Linked DNA regions of Sus scrofa: region 2 is linked to region 1. The links are chromatin contacts, called in public HiChIP or PLAC-seq maps. All regions are on one chromosome and are shown on one strand. The core of a region is the stretch at or near the end of the contact, and the rest is flanking DNA. Distances in the headings are between cores, read along the strand shown. Region 1 has its middle 120 kb from the start of AKR1E2. Region 2 has its middle 210 kb from the start of KLF6.

Region 1 (4,667 bases), core at 659-3,158:
AGTTTTACGGTAACCAAGTGCTAAAGGATGGGAAGTCTCTCAATTATATTTTCATCACATTGTTTCCTGAATTTTTCACATAACAGTTTGAAGAACTCGGAGTTCCCGTCGTGGCGCAGCAGAAAAGAAGCCGACTAGGAACCGTGAGGTTTCAGATTCTGTCCCTGGCCTCTCTCAGTAAGTTAAGGATCTAGTGTTGCCGTGAGCTGTGGTGTAGGTCACAGATGAGGCTCGGCTCTGGTGTTGGTGTAGCTGCGGTGTAGGCCAGCAGCTATAGCTCTGATTTACCCCCTAGCCTGGGAACCTCCATATGCCTCAGGTGCGGCCCTAAAAAGAAAAAAAAAAAAAAAATAAGAGTTTGAGGAACTGAAAATTTCAAAAGGATAACCTGAGAAGCCAATCTGAAAAGGCTGCTTATGTTTTATCCCAACTCTATGACATTCTGGAAAAGGCAAAACTTTGGAGACAGTAAAAGGATTAGGAATTGCTAAGGGGTGGAGGAAGGAGGAAAAGGAGGAGAACAGAGGATTTTTAGGGCAAAGGAACTTCTATGTATGACACTGTAATGGTGTCATTATGCATCTGTCCAAACCCACAGATGATACAACACCAAGAGTGAACCCTAATGTAAACTATGAACTTGGCATAATTATGATGCATCATTGTAGGTTCATCAGCTGTAACAGATGTACCATCTATGGAGATATTGATGGTGGGGACGTTGATGGTGGGGATGCTGATGTGAGGATGCTGACGGTTGGGATGCTGATGGCGGAGATGCTGATGGTGGGGCTGCTGATGGTGGGGATGCTGATGGTGGGGATGCTGATGGTGGGGCTGCTGATGGTGGGGATGCTGGTGGTGGGGATGCTGACGGTGGGGATGCTGATGGTGGGGATACTGATGGTGGGGATGCTGATGTGGGGATGCTGATGGTGGGGATGCTGATGGTGGGGATGCTGATGGTGGGGATGTTGATGGTGGGGATGCTGATGGTGGGGATGCTGGTGGTGGGGATGCTGATGTGGGGATGCTGACGGTGGGGATGCTGACGGTGGGGATGCTGAGGGTGGGGATGCTGATGGTGGGGATGCTGACGGTGGGGATGTTGGTGGTGGGGATGCTGATGGTGGGGAGGCTGTGGGGGGTGCAGAGGGGGTATGGGAAATCTCTGTGCCCTCCCCTCAATTTTTCTGTGAACCTAAAACTGCTCTGAAAACAAATAAATTCTTTTTTAAAAAAAGTTAACCCGAAGCAAACTGTCTTTTTTTTTTTTTTCAGAAAAAGCTTAGATAAAATCATTTGACTTCTATTTAAGAATGGCACAAAAAGGAGTTCCCATCATGGTTCAGCAGGACCAAATCTGACTAGCAGCCATGAGGACGCAGGTTTGATCCCTGGCCTTGCTCAGTGGGTTAAGGATCCGGTGTTGCTGTGAGCTGTGGTATAGGTCGCAGACTCAGATATGGCATGGCTGTGGCTGTGGCGTAGGCCAGTGGCTGCAGCTTCAATTCAACCCCAAGCCTGGGAACCTCCATATACCGTGGATGCTGCCCTTAAAAAAAAAAGGCACAAAAACCCCATGATTTCACTACTAGTATATGAATGGTCCCACGCACCATTCTGAGTGGCCTGGCTTTTATTTCTTCCTTCTCTACGTCTCTGACTTCTATCTTTGTTTCCTAAATTATCCTGTTCCCTGTAAAAGCAAATCGCGAGCCCAGCCTGAGAAAGCTGCATGGGCCTCTCCAAAGACCCTCATTTTCAGAAGAAAGAGCAAATTCTTGGCCACATGTGGTTCCCGTTGTTGTTGAAGTTGCTTGGGTCCAAATCAGAACAACGCAGGAGTGGCGGGGGCAGGGTGCCCTGGCAGGGAAACACTTCTAGGCCTTTCCCCAGAGGCTGTGTGCGCAGAGCAGCTGCCTGAGTCATGAGAACAGATCTCCAGGGACCCTCCACCTCTGACTGAGGGCGGAGTGGCTTTCTCAGCTCCCAGGATGATGTCAGCGTCACCAGCAAACAAACGCTGCGTTCATTCAGCCTCCAGTCGGAGATTCCGATGACACAGCCAAGGGAGTCTGGGTGGCACAGAGCAAACTGGAGATGCTGGAAACGGCCGCCAGTCCTCTGAAGACGCAGCTCCAGGCTGGCAGAGATTTCCCTGCCCATGTCCTATTTGTCACCGCAGGGTGGCGTGCCACCTGCCTGGGCCAGGCGTCACCGGCCGTTTTCAGTTTCCTCCTTGATCCCAAATGGCTCAGTTAAGGAATCGGTGTGAGAAACAGACCTATTTTTTACTCACAATGACTTCGCCATCTGCCTCCGTGTTCTCTATACACAAAATTCCTGGCCTGCGTGTTCATGCATTTCAATCTGTGAACCACCCAGAGTCAAAACCATCTTTTTAGAGTCACGTGGTGCTGGGAGCATGCTGTTTCACCGAGTAGAACGGATACCTTGCTGAAGGGTCTTCACACCATTCAGAGAAGGAGGGCTTTAAAAATAAAGCTGACAGAAGATTTCACGGCAATGAAACCGCCGAGCAGCCTTGACTTTTATTTCCCAAGTCAGCAGGAAAAAATGTTCTCACCAAATGTGTAAATGGCTGCACACGTTTGCTGTGTGTGGGCTCTCTCTTCCACGAGTTTGGTAATAACTCAAGCGTGGGAATCGGGAGACTGGTACTGTCTCCATCATTGATTCAGTACCCCCTGGGTATGACCCTTTGGCGCTCGGGTCTTCTGCGCTCCTCATGCAGAAAATGAGAACAAAAGAGTTCTCGTTTCCCGAAAGTGTTTCGTGTGTTGCAAGTTTGAAATGAGCCGATAGGAAAAGTATAGAAAGAGCCGCCCAAATATGTCAAATCCTGTTATGATGAAGGCTCACAGCCTTTCGGTGAGATGTCATGACTGCTAACTAAGTAACTGGGGGTTGTTAAAGAGCCATTGGCTTTACTAAATCACTACCTTGCAAAATAGTATATAATACATATATATCATTGCAGGTTTTGTTACAAAATCAAGATGGCTCAAAATACGGGAACTGAGTGCTTATACTGCAAAAAAAAAAGTTTATGTCCAGATATGCCCATGTCCAGCCCTAAGTACTCTTTTTAAATATATATTTGTGTAGTGTAGTGATAAAGTCTGTTTCTCCATTTCATGGCTATGTCTTCTTTTCTTATACATTTTTTAAATGAGATTAAAACATACCATGAAATTCACATTTAAAAAGTGTACACTGTAGCAGTGTTCCGTGTACTCACAATCACCATTATGTATTTCTCAAATATTTTCAAACTGTAAAGAAACAATTTGATTCCCTACCCTTTAGCAGTAACGCTTCTTCCCCCGCCCCTCCTCAGCCCCTGGCAAATACCAATCTAGTTTTTCCCTCTGTGGATTTGCCTTTTCTGGACATTTTATATTCATGTTTCTGGCTTCTTTCTCTTAGCAGACTGTTTTCAAGGTGCATCCGTGTTTTAGGGCATTCCAGAACTTCATTTATTTTTATGGCTGGGTAATAGTCTATTTTATGGCTGTGCAGTGTTTTGTTTATCCACTCATTATTGGATGGACATTCTGTTTTTTTCCCACTTTGGGGCTATTCTTTTAAAATATTGCCATGAACATTCATGTACAAGTTTTTGTTTGGACATATGTTTTCATTTCTCTTGGGTATATATCTAAGAGTGGAATTGCTGGATCTAACGGAAACGCTACGTTGACAGTTTGACTGACTGCCAGACTGTTTTCCAAAGTGGCTGCAACATTTTACGCCGTCACCAACAATGTGTGAGGGGCTGATTTCTTCACCTTGTGAACACTTTTCGAAAGCCTTAAAAAAAAAAAAATAGCCACCCTAATGTGTGCAGTGGCATCCCACTGAGATTTTGATGGACTTGTCTTAATGACTTCATGACCTGAAGCATCTTTATATGTATTTTACTGACCATTTATATGTCTTCCATGGAGAAATGTTTAGTGAGGTCTATTATCCATTTTTAGTATTTGTCTTTTTATTGTTGAATTACAAGTGTTCTTTTTACATCCCTAATACCAGCCCTTATCAGATATAGGACATCCAACCATCTCATATTCTGTGGATTGCCTTTTCACTCCTCTGATAACGCCTTTAGATGCACAAACCTTTTTTCATTGTGATGAATTCCAGTTGATCTTTCTTTTGCTGCTTGCGCCTTTGGTGCCATATGTTATATACTATACACACACACACACACACACACACACACACACACACACACACACACACACACATGCTTATACCAAAGCCATGATGGGACGTGCATTTAATTTCTTCTAAGAGTTTATCACTGAGTTTATCTTTGTATATGGTGTGAGGCAGGAGTCCAGTTTCATTCTTTCACATGCTGATATCCATTTGTGGTTCTGTATTTGCTGAAAAGACTATTCTCTTCCCATTGTTTTCTTTACTTTCATGAAAAATTGAGAGATCGTATGTGTCAAGGTTTATTATTAAACCGTCAATTCTATGTCACTAATTTCTCTGTCGACATTCATGCCAGTACCATACATTCTTGATTCCTGTAGCTTCGAAAGTTTCAAAATTGAGGATAGGTAGTTTATTCTCCCTTTCAAGATTGTTTTGGCTATTATGGTTCCCTGTACTTTCATGTGAATTTTAGT
Region 2 (4,339 bases), core at 66-2,565, 460 kb before region 1:
ACCATCTCTTCCCACGTCCTTCTCTTGCATCTTTATGTCCATTTACACTCTTCTTTCTCCTTGGCTTAGTCATTCATTCTGTGCCCATGTTTTATGAAATCTAAGCAACATGGATCGTAAAATGTACCGTAACATTATGAGCCACAGAGAATGAAAGAAAAAAATGCTGCCAATAAACACTGAAAACTGCCATCAATTGCCAAGATGCCTTCTGTTTTCAGAGCTGTTAAAACATGAAAAGGCATGTGTCTGGGTAAGATACAACCCGAGATATTTGGAGGTCAGAGCCATGACCCTTCCCAATCTTCCTTTCTTCAGGTACCAGACGTCTAGAGGTAGGCTGGCTGCCCCTTATCCCAGCACAGCTTGGCTCCCTCTCCCTATAAAATCGCGCTGTACCTGCCAAATCCAAGGACAGCTCCGAGGCCACCCTGCAGGGCCCTCCTGCCCAAGTCCCTTCACACGCGCGTTTTTTATGACACTTTCGTTTCTTTTCTCAGTTTGTCACGCTGCTTAATTTTCCTCCACTGACCATTGTCTGTTTTTGTTCTTCACGGTTCCCTGGGGGATGCTTGTAGGAGCCGCCAGAGCAGGCTTCTCCTAACAGCCCCGCTGGGGTCACCGTCCCCGCTGTGTCCCCATCCATCACTTCCCCTGACCGTCACTGGTATCAGGCACAGAGGGCACGTCTTCTTCCTGAGGATGTGTCCGTTCCTGGCCCCGGGTACCCTGGCCCTTGCCTGTAGCCCTTGCTCCTTTTCATCTGGAACATCCTGGGCTCAGTCCTGGGATGCTTTCCTTTGGTGACGCTGTAGCTTTAAGTGCTGCGCGTGCACACGCACACACACACACACACACACACACCCAATGCCCTGCAGACTTCCAAGTCCACACAAACAGCCCAGAGGCTCAGAACTCACTGTCTGCTCTGCAGTTCCCTGGGTTACCAGATTAGCCTCTCAAACACACAATTTTGGAAAACACCCCAATTTCCAAACTTCTCAGGAAATGAGAGCTCCCCCACCCCCGCCCGTTCCTTGGGGTTCCCTGTGACTTCCTCTCCTCACACGCCCCAGCTTCTGTTCTCCCCAGCGGCTCCCTGGACCCCAGCCCCTCTGCATCCCTGGCTGGGTGCTGGGTGGTGGACAGGCCCTCACGGGGCCCTGAATTGCTGCGTGGCCCTTCCCGTCCTTCTGGCTTTGCTCCCTCCCCACACGCTCCACCACCAGCTTGTCCTCAGCACGGAGCCCACAGCCAGCCCTTCGAAACGAAAACAGAGTGATGACACGTCCCGAGGCTTAAGCCTCTCTAGCCAGCTCCCAACCCACTCAGGGATGCCCCGGGTCCAGCGCAGACCCCAAGTTCATTGCGGCCTGTCTCTCCTGGCCCCCGGAGGCAGTCTCTCTGCCAAGAGCACCCCTCTTCCAGAGGAGCTTCTTTGCGTCCTGTTTCTCCTTAATCACCCCCCCCCCCAGTCTCAGTCCCTGACTCCAACTGTTTCTACTGTGTGCAGTGTAACAACGAACTCATCCCTCGGGGTCTTGGCTCTTATGCGAATCCTCCGTAATCTTTAACGCTCACTGATAGCTGCCTCGACTCGTTTCTCAGCCGTGTGGGGAGCAGTTCTAAATGCACATCTTTGAAAAGGATTCTGAACCGTGTCCATCAGGGGACAAAGGAAGCGTGGGGCCAGGATTCAAAACTGGGGAGGTAACACACATTTTCAAGAGGAAAATTCCACAAAGAATTTGAACTTTCAAGTTTCAGATTTCAAACCCTGGACCTCACCCAAGGTTCTGAGTAGTGAACGTGGGAAAACATCCATTGAATTTTTCTCTCCAATGACTAAAAATGTCTCATTAATTCCATGGAGACCCATCCTAATGTTTTTATTACAGCAAAGAATTTGTGAATAAAAGCTTGTGATAGAGAACATATTTGAAGACGAGAGCAACTGAAAATCAAACCACGTGAGGTTAAGTCAGAGAAAGATAAATATATGTTATCACTAATATGTGGACTCTTAAAAATGATACAAATGAACTTATTTACAGAACAGAAACACAGATGCAGAAAATAAACTTATGATTACCAAGGGGAAAGGGGCTGGGGAAGGGAAGCATTAGGAATTTGGGATTAAAATATACAACTACTAATGGAGTTCCCGTCGTGGCGCAGTGGTTAACGAATCCGACTAGGAACCATGAGGTTGCGGGTTCGGTCCCTGCCCTTGCTCAGTGGGTTAACGATCCGGCGTTGCCGTGAGCTGTGGTGTAGGTTGCAGACGCGGCTCGGATCCCACGTTGCTGTGGCTCTGGCGTAGGCCGGTGGCTACAGCTCCGATTGGACCCCTAGCCTGGGAACCTCCATATGCCGCGGGAGCGGCCCAAGAAATAGCAACAACAACAACAACAACAACAAAAAAAGACAAAAAAAAAAATACAACTACTACTATATATAAAATAGATAACCAGCCAGGACCTACTGCACAGCCCAGGAAGCCATATTCAATATCTTGTAATAACCTATCATGGAAGAGAATCTGGAAAATAATATATATGCACATAGATACGCATCAATGAATCACTTTTCTGTACACCTGCAAATAACACAATGCTGTAAATCGGCTGTGCTGCAGTAACAATTAGAAAGAAATAGAGGCATAAATACGTCCGGGTCTCGTGCTGCTCTGCGGGAACTCTCAAGTGCCCTGCAGGTGCTCTGACAGTTTGGAATAGGAAAGCCTGCCCAGGAAGAAAATTCTCCTCGGAGACCACGTTCTGTTTTCTGGTTATTTCCGAGGAATTAAAACCATTTTCCTCTCTCAGTCTATCCACTCTTGATGCAAAATGAATTTGGGTAGCCCTGGTTTAAGCGGGGGACAAACCCAGGGGTCACACAGCCTGCCAGGCAGTGTCCCGCAGGGACCCCCTGGGCTTTTCAGGAGCCAATGTCTCGGGCAGGCTGCCCAGGGCCCCTATCATCAGCCTCTCTCGGTTCTGGCCCGTGACCTTTCACAGCTTTCAGAGGCCCCGTTCAGGAAAACTCTTCAGCGTTGACAAGTCTTTAATCAAAGTAACCCAGACGGCCTCCACCAGGCTTTTAGCAACAAGGGATCATCTGAGCAACCTCTGAAGCTGTGTCTTCACCCGGGTCCCCGCGCAACTTGGGGATGAGCAGCGTCCCTGACAACCACGTTCCCACCTCTCTGGGTTCTACTGACCCGCGGGAGGGGAAGTGACCAAATATCGCCCCTGCTCTTTGCTTCCAACTGTCAGGAGACTGTGTGAGATGGGGCGGGTGAGGCGCAACCTCCGCACGTGTGTCTGTAAAGGTTTCTCTGAGCAGAAAGCAGGGCGGGAAGGAATTTTAGTTTCATCACTGAGAAGTCCTAAGGTCTTGGTAGAAACCTAACAATTCAAAAGCATCCTGTTGAGAAATTCCAGGGACGTGAATTTCTGTTCTCATATTTTCTCTAGAGGTTTTTCTCATCACTCTGTGCGTGTGTGTGTGTGTGCACACGCACACACATGTACTGCAGGGCCAGGCGAGCTCGGGCGCCTTTCCCGGCCTGATGGAGTGCTTCAAGGGAATGTCAGCCGCTTGCCCCCCGTGTGCTTCCAGCTCTTCCCAGAGCAGCCGAGTGACAGATGGGGAGCTCTCACTCTTGAGGAGGTTTACGGCCTGCCGTCGGAGTTCCGAAAAAGCCCCCACACGGCCCTGCACCTCGTCTTCTGGGGAACACGCCGCGCGGCCTCTGGCGGCCTCTTCAAGATAGCTGACATTCCATAGCACAAATCCTTAGCTTTTTGTAGACCTGGAAACAGAAACCTGCTTTTGGAGTTCTTCATTGTTCTGTCCTGTGTTTTGAGACGGTGTCATCAACGGTTGCCATTGCCTGTCACCTTTGAAGCAGCTTTTTCCCCAAAAGCCACCCTCCGCCACAACCAACCAAGAGGCTCAGAAGCAGCTGAGACACAGGCCTGCAAACCAACCTGAATCCATCACAGGTGCCTGTGGCTAAGAGCACTGGAAACGACGAAGCAAAAAGCCCCGCTTTCTAAAATCCTGGGTGTGGCCCCCACATGCCCCATGTCATGTCCCTGTGCGTCTCTGTATCAGAGCGGACTCATCAAATGTACTCAGGTTTGCCTTCTGTGTGCTTCCTCCTCTCCTCAGAAGGGCACCTGACACACAAGCCCGACGTGTGTTACCTTGCGTCCCATCTTTCTGACTGGTCACGCATTTACTGTCATTCTTACCCCGCCCCCCAGAATTGAGAAGGCTCTTCTGGTTTTAAAAGAGTCACAGAATCATAACCATCTCATTAGTTTCATAC

Evidence for each region. HiChIP or PLAC-seq counts read pairs in DNA pulled down with a chosen protein or histone mark.
Region 2: a contact with region 1 is called in an H3K27ac HiChIP or PLAC-seq map of skeletal muscle. The contact joins two enhancer-like sites. A contact is called at or near these places in 5 of 47 Hi-C or Micro-C datasets (embryonic fibroblasts, liver, mesenteric adipose tissue and 2 more) and 2 of 2 datasets of contacts at active chromatin or transcription factors (alveolar macrophages and skeletal muscle).

Annotation. Positions count from the first base shown.
Region 1 is chr10:65,808,277-65,812,943 of Sscrofa11.1, reverse strand. No RefSeq gene overlaps it. Among named protein-coding and RNA genes, the nearest start is that of AKR1E2, 120 kb to the right of the region's middle. Within about 2 kb of position 1,908, at least 16 of the 83 cell types and tissues checked have an H3K27ac peak or open chromatin away from gene starts, as enhancers often do. A contact at or near this core is called in skeletal muscle, where this site is marked.
Region 2 is chr10:66,272,442-66,276,780 of Sscrofa11.1, reverse strand. No RefSeq gene overlaps it. Among named protein-coding and RNA genes, the nearest start is that of KLF6, 210 kb to the left of the region's middle. Within about 2 kb of position 1,315, at least 34 of the 83 cell types and tissues checked have an H3K27ac peak or open chromatin away from gene starts, as enhancers often do. A contact at or near this core is called in skeletal muscle, where this site is marked.